2 separate regions of the Macaca mulatta genome follow, and region 1 is linked to region 2. A link is a contact called in public Hi-C data. All regions are on one chromosome and are shown on one strand. Each heading gives the region's core, a stretch centred on a gene start, on an enhancer-like site or on the middle of the called end of the contact. The rest is flanking DNA. Distances are from core to core; before and after follow the strand shown. Region 1 holds the start of TEX264 (testis expressed 264, ER-phagy receptor). Region 2 holds the start of DCAF1 (DDB1 and CUL4 associated factor 1).

The links. Hi-C and Micro-C count contacts between places; a contact is called where the count stands out from the background.
Region 1: a contact with region 2 is called in a Hi-C map of liver, with 7 times the contacts expected there. The contact joins the promoter of TEX264 here to the promoter of DCAF1 in region 2. A contact is called at or near these places in 8 of 14 Hi-C or Micro-C datasets (CD4 T cells, blood, cortical neurons and 4 more).

Annotation. Positions count from the first base shown.
Region 1 is chr2:115,141,947-115,147,293 of T2T-MMU8v2.0, reverse strand. It overlaps TEX264 (testis expressed 264, ER-phagy receptor), which reads right to left and starts at 4,075. Exons shown (of 5, transcript NM_001266193.1): 1 at 4,034-4,075; 2 at 755-1,046. The coding sequence starts at 1,012.
Region 2 is chr2:114,967,196-114,972,230 of T2T-MMU8v2.0, reverse strand. It overlaps DCAF1 (DDB1 and CUL4 associated factor 1), which reads left to right and starts at 1,901. Exons shown (of 27, transcript XR_013413983.1): 1 at 1,901-2,041; 2 at 4,458-4,504.

The DNA.
Region 1 (5,347 bases), core at 2,826-5,325, 170 kb before region 2:
CCAGCTGTGGGCAGCACCACCCCATAGCATAGCAGTAGGCTACACTGGCAAGCTCTGACTCACCATAGGTTGTAAGAACAGCCAGACGCCCACAGGGTGCTAGTGATGCTGGATTAGTCTTTGACATCAGCATTCTGAACAATCTTAGTAGCTCATCTGGCTCCACTAGCCCCCTAGGCCATCTCCCAACTAGGCAGCTTGAGGTCTAAGGAAATGCCATATCACTGGGTTGGGGGGCATCAGAATGGCTGAAGAGGTAAGATTCCAAGCCCCATGCCCAGGGACTGCCCTCTCAGCCCTCAAGGGCCTACAACTATGGCAGGAGAGCTGAGGGATGGAAAGCACAGAAACAGCAAGATGTAACCCCAAAGAGTGGGCAGAATCTGAATGGCTTGGCCTTAGAGCACTGGCCCCAAATGGAGATGGAAGGAGGGATGACAAGAAGAGGAGGCAGGGGACCAAAGTCCTGGCAGAAGCTAGGGATTCATGGTGGTATAGTCCACTGCATTTGGAAATCCACAATTAGCCATGGGCAAGGGGAACCAGACCTGGGCAAACAGAAAGCCCACATATGGATGCTGGGAGCAGAAGTCCAGGCTAAATCTGGAAGGCGCTTCAAGCTCTTAGAGGAGGGGTGTGAAAGCCAGCTTGAAGATTCTCCCACCCTTTCCTCAGCAACCAAAACTACCCTCCCCAAAGAAGCCCTGGCCCACCAGGTCCATCAATGGAGCAGAACCCCATGGAGGCTCCTTACCATGTGGGGGTTGTCATAGTAGACAGCGATGGAGCGGAGCTTGGGAGAGATGCTGCAGCTCTCGGTGAAAAGCCGCCCAGTCTCACCATAGGGCCCCATGTGGAACTTGTAGGCCACAGTGACGTTGCGGATGGGGGGTGACCCAGCACTCACTGCCACCCCAGCCAGCAGCCCTGAGTACCCGGCAAAGGCCAGCAGCGTCAGCAGCAGTAAGAGAGTCAGGCCCCCAATCAGGCCCAGTAGTAGCAGGTCCGACATGGCTCTGGACCCCCCACACTGCACCTCAAGGCAGCTGTAAAGGAGAAAGAAGGGAGAGGAGGCTGGTAGCCTGCTCTGACAATGTGCCCACCTGCCCGCCAAGCAGTTCTGGCCCAACCTCCTCAGTCCTGCCTTGGGTGCTCTGACCCAGAGAGGGGAGGGGCCAGAGGTGTTTACACACAGAGTGACCTAGAAGGGAGCTACAAAGGATGACTGAAGCCACAAGCCTCTTTATTTCTTAATCGCAGTTGGTGAGGATCTCAGAGCAGCTCTACCTGTGAGCTGGCAGCCCTGGTCATACCTGGGGAAACTGAGTCATAGAGGGGCACAGGAATGAGTCAGCCAGAGACATACTCCTGGCCCTGAAAAGTCTCCCCCAAGATGCACCAGATACCAGCCAGCCTGCCTTTCCTCCACATTACCTCTTCCTCCCCACAGCTGAACCACGCCACCAGCCCAGCCTCCCCAAGCCTCAGGGAGGACTGCCAGAGGGAGGACTGGCAAATGCTAGGGTTCAAACACTTATTAATGAACAGGGAGACAAACCATACCGAACAAAAACCCGTGAGGGAAAATGTGCCTCAGGAAGAGAATTCCATAAGAAACTCTCCTTTTCTAAGTACATCTGGCCTTCAGGGACCTTGCAATCCAGCAAGCTCACCCATCCAGAACCAGAGGAAAGACCAGAGCAAAACGGCCTGAACAGCTAGAACAAAGTCCAACACTAAGCTTCCCAGACTTGAACCACCAATGTTAACAAGCTTCATCCCAATTTTCCAGCCCATAGAAGAAACAGTGAGGAGTAAGAGGAAAAGGCTGCTAAAAGGGGAGTCGCATAGCAGGAAGAAGTAAAAATTATCCATAAGAGGAAAAGAAGCTGTTCAACAGCAGGCCCAGGAACGTAACACAGAGGCCAGTGTGTGAGCTATTCAAGGCAGGCTGCCTAGGTCTTCAGGCAGCTTGGGGTCAGAGGCCTAACCCTCTTACAAGGAGGGCTTGACCTGAGTTGCCCAGGCGGGGGGAATAAATCACAGCCCAGAGAAGACTGTTTAAAGAGGAAGGGAGCCATGTGACCCACTGGGGGGACATTCCCACCTCAATTATTTAAAAGTAATATTTAACATTTAAAAAGTTTTGAAGCTGAAAAGGCCACACTGCAGCTTTGTGGAAAACTTAGCTCTGTGTAATTATTTCTTCCCTGTGGGTGCTGGGTGTTGATTTTATGCAAAAAAAAAAAAAAAAAAAAAAAACCGTCTTTGGAGTCAATGAGCACACAGTATTTGCTCACAAAGAGGCAAAGTAAATTTCTAAACTTTTTGTGTCAGGAAATTGAGGTGTTGCCCACTAGTCTCACCCATCTGTGCTTCTACCCATCAGTATCTCTCTCTTTTCTGCCTGTCCTACTCATCTCATCTCCAGTTACTTTCATTCCAATTTTATTTGATAATGATGAGAAATCTTCCACAGAACACTTACTATATGCCAGGAACTGTCTAAATGTTGAAACACAGCTACTTCATTACCTTAAAGCAATCAAGAGGTAGGTAAGGCTAAAGGTACAAGTGGTTAGAGGTTAAGAGACTTGCCTAAGGTAACACAGGTATTAAACAGAGCCACGTGGACCAAAATGCAGGCAACACAAGCCCAGACACTCTGACTCCAGGCCCCCATTTCCACTTTCTCTCTCTTCTCTGGTGACTGGCTTCCAGAAAGGCTCAAGCATTAAATCCTTGTTGGACATCTCTGAGCCCAAAGCTGGAAAACTCTCAGCATCTAGGCCCCCACTTGCCTTGGGAATGACAGACTCTCACCCTGATCTGCCATTTCAGCTGAACACTTCCTGTCTCCTCAAGGAAACTTAGTATCTACCTTTCTCTTCCTCTCACTTCCCAAACTGCTCAGAAAGGGGGGGGGGGGGAATGCACCTGTGCGTCTCAGAGGCTTGGTCGGCACGGGGAGGCGTAACATGAATTTCCCCTATATTCAAAAGTAAAGGAAGACGGTCTGGGAGTTCACCTGAAATGCCAGGCTCACTTTTAGTAACTGCTTGCATCCAGTGCGGCAGGAGCCGAGCGCTCCAGTGCTGGGAGCTGAAAGAACAGCCACCCCTGCCCAGGAAATAACCACTGAGCCGACCATCGTGCCCTGACTACCCTCCTCAGGGAAAGCCTACCGGGGCCTCTAAAGCACCGTCGTCCCATTCTCAAACCCTTTGGGGGAAATCAGAAGCTAAACCTAGCTTTACAAGGTCAGGGCTCTTCACTGGAGCTCTGGTCACGCCCCTCTTCCTGGAGGGCTCCAACCACACTTGGCGCTCAGAAACTGCCGCTGCCGCCGACCTTGGGCAGACTGCGCCCTCCCTCTAGCCTCGGTTTCCCCTCCGCTCGGAGGCCCGGCATGAACGCGTGCGGCCGGTGCCGGCGAGCGTCAGGGATGGCTGCGCCCAGCCGGCTTCCTGGTGCCGCTCACATGCGAGGCGGCGGAGGGCCGGGCCCTTAAACGGCCCCAGTCCTAGGCTAAACTTCGGTGCTAGCAGGCAGCGGGTGGACTATGGTGGGTCGGGGACCGCCGCCTCCCACTTTCGGATTCCAGCCCCTGCTCATCCCGGGCCTCGCCTATTTACTCAGAGCCTTTCTCTTCGCCCACCTCCTCACGGAGCCCCACGCACATCTGTAACTTAAGGGACGCTAAAGTTTGCAGCCCAGGCTGCGAGGCGCGGCCTTGGGGGACAGGGGCGGAGTTAAAACGCGACTCGCGCCTCTTTCCCCCACCTCCACGGCCCCGGGGCATGCCCTGCACCGGTGGCCGCCGCAGTGGGCTGCCCGTAAGAGTAGGGGCTGCCCCAACGTCGCATCCAGGCCCTCGGACCCGAGGCCATCTGTGGGCAAGACGATGCAAAGAGCGGCCCGGGCCGCGGGGGTCACGGAGGGGACACGGGGAGTCCTGAGGTCGCGCCAGGGCGGACAGGGGTCCCAGACCTACGCCCCAGCGGGTATGCCTCTTCTCTGGCCCGGCCCTCACCTCAGCAGCCGCCCGCTGCGGACGCCGATCCGCGCAGGCGGCTCAGGGCTCGGTTACGGAGCCTGCGCGCGCCCGCCGCGCACGCTCGCTCCGCCCCCTCTCGCGGCGGGACGTGGCCGTGGCCGTGGGCGCGTGCGCGCGGGAACCCGAGAGCGGAGCCTGCCCCGCCCCGTCTCCATGGCAACGGGCGTGCGCCTAGTCCCAGCGCCAGCTGCGGCGGAACCCACGGCGTACCTTCCCGCCTCCAACAAACTATCCGGTTGCTGAGGTTGATTTAGCAACACCCCCCGGCATCTGGGTTGCCAGGAGCACCATAATGACAGCCTGGCCCAGGCTTGGGTACGGGAGGCACCCCAGTGGTCCGCAGTAGAGGGCCAGGCTGGGGACCAGGGAGCTGGGGCTGAGGAGAATTTGTACAGGCTAAGGAGGTGCAGCACAGCAGTATCAGCCTCTGGCATTTGTACCACCTTTAGTCCTGCCACTTTCTCTCACTGTGGCTTCACAACAGACTTGGGAACCAAGCAAGGCATACACAGCTGAGGAAGCTGAAGCCCAGTCTGGGCTCGCGGAAGAAACTGGTGGATCCAATCTCTGCGTAGTGCAAATATCTGCTTCCTGCCTCTGTCCACCCATTCCCACTTCCGTGAGTACATTCATCCATGCAACACTTATTATCACTCCTTGCCAGGACAGTTCTAGGGGCTGGGGATAGAGTGAACAAAACCAAGGCACCGCCCTCCTGGAGTTCACGTTCCATGGGAATGCCCTTCTTCCAGGCTCCTCCCTCAGTGCCCGGGTTGTAGCTGGGGGAGGCTGGTCTACTTTTCTGGTTTAGCGATAACTTACGTGATTCCCACATCAAGTGTAAGCTCCTTGATGATTGGTTCAATCTTCGCCTCAAATTTCTGAGGACCTACAAACTACAAAGCACTCTTCTAGGGGCCCAAAGATAAAACGCTCCCCTAGTGAGAGTCCCGGACTTTTGGTGGGAGGTGGGGAACGTGACAACTATGCTTCTAAGCTTGGCTACAAGACCGGCGAGGCCAAGAGCTACTTTGGTATCCTGACAAGGACTGATGTTTGGGAGGGGATCCAGCAGATGGGAACACCACGAAGGTGGTGGTGGGAAAAGTCAGCAGTCACAGGGTGGTTCACCTTGTGGATCCCCACTACTGCACCAGCAAAGAGCAGGCTGGGCACACAGAGGCAGTCAGAATCCCAGCTTCCTTTCCCTGTGCTTCACATTCTTCCTTCTGCAGGCAGGGGAGATTGAACTTTATCTACAGGGCCAAGCCTGTCCCAGCTCTCTAGGCA
Region 2 (5,035 bases), core at 652-3,151:
CTTGATCTACCTCTCTGGGTTCAGATTTCTCATCTGTAAAGGTGATTAACCATATCTTCCCTGTGTGTGTGGCAGGGTAGTGAGGGTTAAATGAGAGAGTGTGGCTAGAACACTTGGCTCAGAGCCCAGCATGCTCTAAAGTTGAAAGAAATGGTAGTGGCCATTACTGATAGAGGCAAAGTTCCAGAAGCACAGAGAAGAAAGCTGTGTGTTGTTGCAGGAGAAAGAAGTGAAGAGAGGTGACATGTCTGTGGCGCTCCCAGCACACAGTAGAGTACACATTTAAGAGAAGGAGGATGGTCTCTTTTCTGGAAAGAGGGAAATGGGATCTAGTGGGGAGTGAAACCAAGGGAACCAGGATTCAGGTTCCTTACTAGCTGTGGAACACTGAGCATAGCGGCAGGCTTGCTGTGTCTTGTGTTCATGTGACAGTATTGTCCGTGAAGACTCATGGAAATGCACGGAGACTTGCTCAGCATTCCCAGAGAGATAATGAGCTGCGTAAGGCCTTGAAGGTTGGGTAGGATCTTGTCAGGTCAAGATTCTCCTCAAATGTGGAGTCATGTTTATCTTCTATGCCCCGCAAAAGGGACCGCTGGTCGGAGTAAGGAGTCTTCTGGTTCTGCTAATTGGTTGTGTGATGCTGGGCAAGTCACTCACTCCCTCTGGGCCTCATTTTTCCCAATAACATGAAGAAATTGAATTAAGTGACCTGTGAGGTCAGTCCTGCCTCAATCTATGAGCTTTTGATTTTTCACTTCTCTGCCTCACGTATAATACCTGGCAATAAGTATCTATTGATTCCTACAGGCTAGGTCTTGAACAAAAAGAGAGGCTGGGCGCAGTGGCTCATACCTGTAATCCCAACACTTTGAGGGACTGAGGCAGGAGAATCACTTGAGCCTAGAAATTCAAGACCAACCTGGACAACACAGTGGGACTCCGTCTCTACAAAAATTTTAAAAAATTAGCTGGGTGTGGTGGTGCACACCCGTAGTCCCAGCTACTTGGGAGACTGAAGTGGGAAGACAGCTCGAGCCCAGGAGGTTGAGGCTGTAGTGAGCTGTGATTGCGCCATTGCACCCCAGCGTGGGTGACAGAGCGAGGCTCTGTCTCAAAAAAAAAAGACGGAGAACAAAGAGGCTGGGAGGCCCCGGTGGGTGGACCGCTTCAGCCCAGGAGTTCGAGACCAGACTGGCCAATATGGTGAAACCATGTCTCTACCAAATACACACACACAAAACAAAAACAAAAATTAACTGGGTGTCGTGGCATGCACCTGTAGTCTCAGCTGGAGGCTGAGGTGGGAGGACTGTTTGAGCCCGGGAGGCGGAGGTCGCAGTGAGCTGAGATCGTCACTGCACTCCAGCCTGGGCAACAGAGCGAGGCTCTGTCTCAAAACAAACACATAAAAAACAACTAGTGCCTTCTGTTTTAATGAGTGCTGTGATTTCTGATATGTTTATGAGAAAATATTTTCTTAGATCACGGTATGTTCTAGGTAAGATGAGGCAAATAGCCGAATAAAACAGAGGCTCTTTGCGCACACAGGTCAGAACAAGACACTAAAGCATCAGGCGATTATAGTACTGTCTTGGAAGGATTGACTCCCTCACTTTTCACTTCCGCTTTCCGAAGCAGCCAATGAGTACTCAGCAGTTCGCATTTATCCAAAAAAACTACAAATCCAGAAGTCAATGCGCGGGGCGAAGAGCTCATGCGTCAATTGGGACTGGTGGGCCCGCCCCTAGACGCGGAACTTCATTTCCCAGGCGTCCCCGGGGCTCTTCGATTTTCCTCGGATCGTGCAGGCGTTCTCCTCCCGCCCCTTGCTCACTGTCCTCGCGCCAAGTAGGCGCGCGCGCCCGCGCGCGCGGTGCACGTAGCGCGCGAGTGACGCATAATATGTGGGCCGCTGTGGAGCCGTGGTCGCGCTGTGTGTGTATGTGAGTGAAGAGTGAGTGCGGGACCTGAGGCTGTGTGTGTGAACTGTGGCCACTGGCGGGGTCGCGGGGGGGCAGTGGCGGAGCCGCCTCGGACGGTGAGTGGGAAATGGAGGGAGGCGACTCTACGGGAGGGGCGCGAGGAGGCAGGGCGCGTGGCTGGCCGGGCGGCAGAGTGGGCGCCGGGCTGGGGGAGGGGCGGCACCTGCTTGGGCCGCCGGCGAGGAGGGGGCGGGCCGGTCAGCCGGGAGGCTGGGCCCGGGGCCTGACAGGACTTTTCCTCCTCCTGATTCTTGTCCCGGGGGCGGGGCCTCCACGTTCTTCCTCCACTCCCCACGAGAAGCTTCCCGAGAGTAACTCTTCCGCCCGGAGTGGGGGGGCGGGGTGTGTCAGCCCCTACCTGGAGGGAGGGGCGCATGTCATATCCCTTGTCATCTTTTCCCTTCCAATCTTTCTAGTCTCTGTTCCGTACGGGCTTGGGGGGGCTCCATCTTCCGTACTATACGGCGGGCCCCTTCACGGACTGTGTCTCCGCCTCCAGCTCCAGTCACCTGGGCGGGCTCTCCAGTCTCTCGGCCTCGTGCCACCTCTCCCTGCACCCGCCCGGCTCTTGGACCTTGCGACGGGGGCGGAGCTTTCTGGTCACTCCTCTCATCCCCATGAAGAAGGGAAGGGTTGGAAAGAGGTGTGCGGGTCCCGCAGCCTGGAGTCAAACCTCAGAGTGCCCGCCAAACTTCCCGGGAGTCTGTTTCCGGGGGTTATAGTAGTTTTCAACTGGGGTTTCAGAAGCGTTTGCTTCACAACTTCACTTCCTAGACGGTTTTCTGTCTGGCTTCCTCTTACTGCAGTGGCAGCGCTCTGGTTTTCCATTTGTTGAGGAAATAGTTTTGGAGTGTTTGTATTAGTTATTTTTGAGTCAGAAATGACTTGTCCTTGGCCACGTCATGTTGGTCTCAGTTTTTCCTTACCCTGTTTTTTCGATGAAGCCTTTTAATTAGTCTTTACACGTTTTAATTTTTTATGTTAGTAGCATCTTCCTGTTCAAAATGCATTGTTAATGTACAGAATGAGAGGTTAATTGGTAATATCCTTCATTTTCTTTTTCCAGCTTACTGGAGTTTACCTTTAATGTTTATGTGTGTAAATGTAGACTTTAGGAATCGATTTAGTATTTTTCTTAATGATGTGAACATTTGGGTTTTCTATATAGCAGTTATTCATTACCCATTTTTGAGTAGGTATATATTTTTGGATGTTGAGATAATAGAGAATTTGGGGAATGTAGGGAAATCATTTTTTGCTCAGTACCTCTTGGGTAGTTGCTGAGTACAGTGTTTTACTGTTCTGCCTATTATACAGTTTTTAAATTTTTTATTTTTATTCATTTATTTTTTGTAGAGACAGTAGTCTTACTGTGTTGCCCAGGCTGGTCTGGAACTCAAGTGATCCTCCCTTGTCAACCTCCCAAAGTGTTGGAATTACAGGCACGAGCCACTACACCTGGACTGTTTTTTTTTTAGATACAGGATCTTGCTCTGTAGCCTAGGCTGGAGTGCAGTGGTGTGATCATAACCCTTTTTTTTTTTTTTTTGAGACAGAGTCTCGCTCTGTCACCCAGGCTGGAGTGCAGTGATGCGATCTCGGCTCACTGCAAGCTCCGCCTCCTAGGTTCACGCCATTCTCCTGCCTCAGTCTCCTGAGTAGCTGAGATTACAGACGCCTGACATCACGCCCGGCTAATTTTTTGTAGAGACAGGGTTTCAGTGTGTTAGCCAGGATGGTCTCGAGTGTGATCATAACTCATTGCAGCCTCTAACTCCTGGACTCAAAGGAGCCTGCTGCCTCAGCCTCCTGAGTAACTAGGACTGCAGGCACAGTCTACCATGATTGGGTAATTTTTAAATTTTTGTGTAGACTGTGTCTCGAAATGTTGCCCAACTGACCTCAAGTAATCCTCCCGACTTGGCCTCCCAAAGTGTTGGGATTACAGGCTTGAGCCACTGTGCCTGGCAAGTTTTTAATTTTTTTTTTTTTTTTGAGACGGAGTCTTGCCCTGTTGCCCAGGCTGGAGTGCAGTGGCATGATCTCCGCTCACTGCAACCTCCGCCTCCCGGGTTCAAGTGATTCTCATGCCTCAGCCTCTGGAGTAGCTAGGGATTACAGGTGTGTGCTACCACGCCTGGCTAATTTTTTTATTTTTAGTAGAGATGCGGATTTGCCATTTTGGCCAGTCTGGTCTTGAACTTTGGCCTCAAGTAATCCACCCACTTCAGTCTCCCAAAGTGCTAGGATTACAGGCATGAGCCATTGTGCCCGGCAAACAATTGTTAATATTATGCCATATTTTTTCTGTTTTTGTGTGTGGTATCTATATATTTATTTTGTGGACTACGCTAGCAGACACTTGTTAGGATAAGGAAATTTTACATAAGTATTTCTTGAGGCTTTGTATTATCCCACCATGGGGACAATATTGTCATTTAACCCCGCACAACAACTGTTTCCATCTTACAGATAAGGAAATTGAGATTTGGAGAAGTTAAATAACCAAGACTTCACAGGTATGTCAGCAGAATTGGGATTTGAATCCTTGAAATACTTTTTCTACCTAGTACTAGCTGGTCTTGGGGACCTCTCGGAGCTTGTTTCCTCATGTGTAAAAAAGGGTAGGATGGTTGTGAAAATTCAGAATAATGTAAGTATAGTAAATTACTTACTCAATGTCTGTTCCATACTAGATATTCACTAATTGGTAACTATCGTGTCACCATTGGACAGACCATCATTTCTTCATAGCACTTAAATAACTCACTTAAGAACTTGAGTAATGCATCCTCACTGTCTTGGGCATAACAAGGTGAAGATGACTGTCTTTTTGCTCTTGTTGCCCAAGCTGGAGTGTAGTGGTGTGATCTCGGCTCCCCACAACCTCTGCCTCCTGGGTTCAAGTGATTCTCCTGCCTCAGCCTCCCGAGTAGCTGGGATTACAGGCACGTGCCACCATGCCTGGCTAATTTTTTTTGTATTTTTGTAGAGACGCAGTTTCACTATGTTGGCCAGGCTGGTCTTGAATTCCTGACCTTGTGATCCAC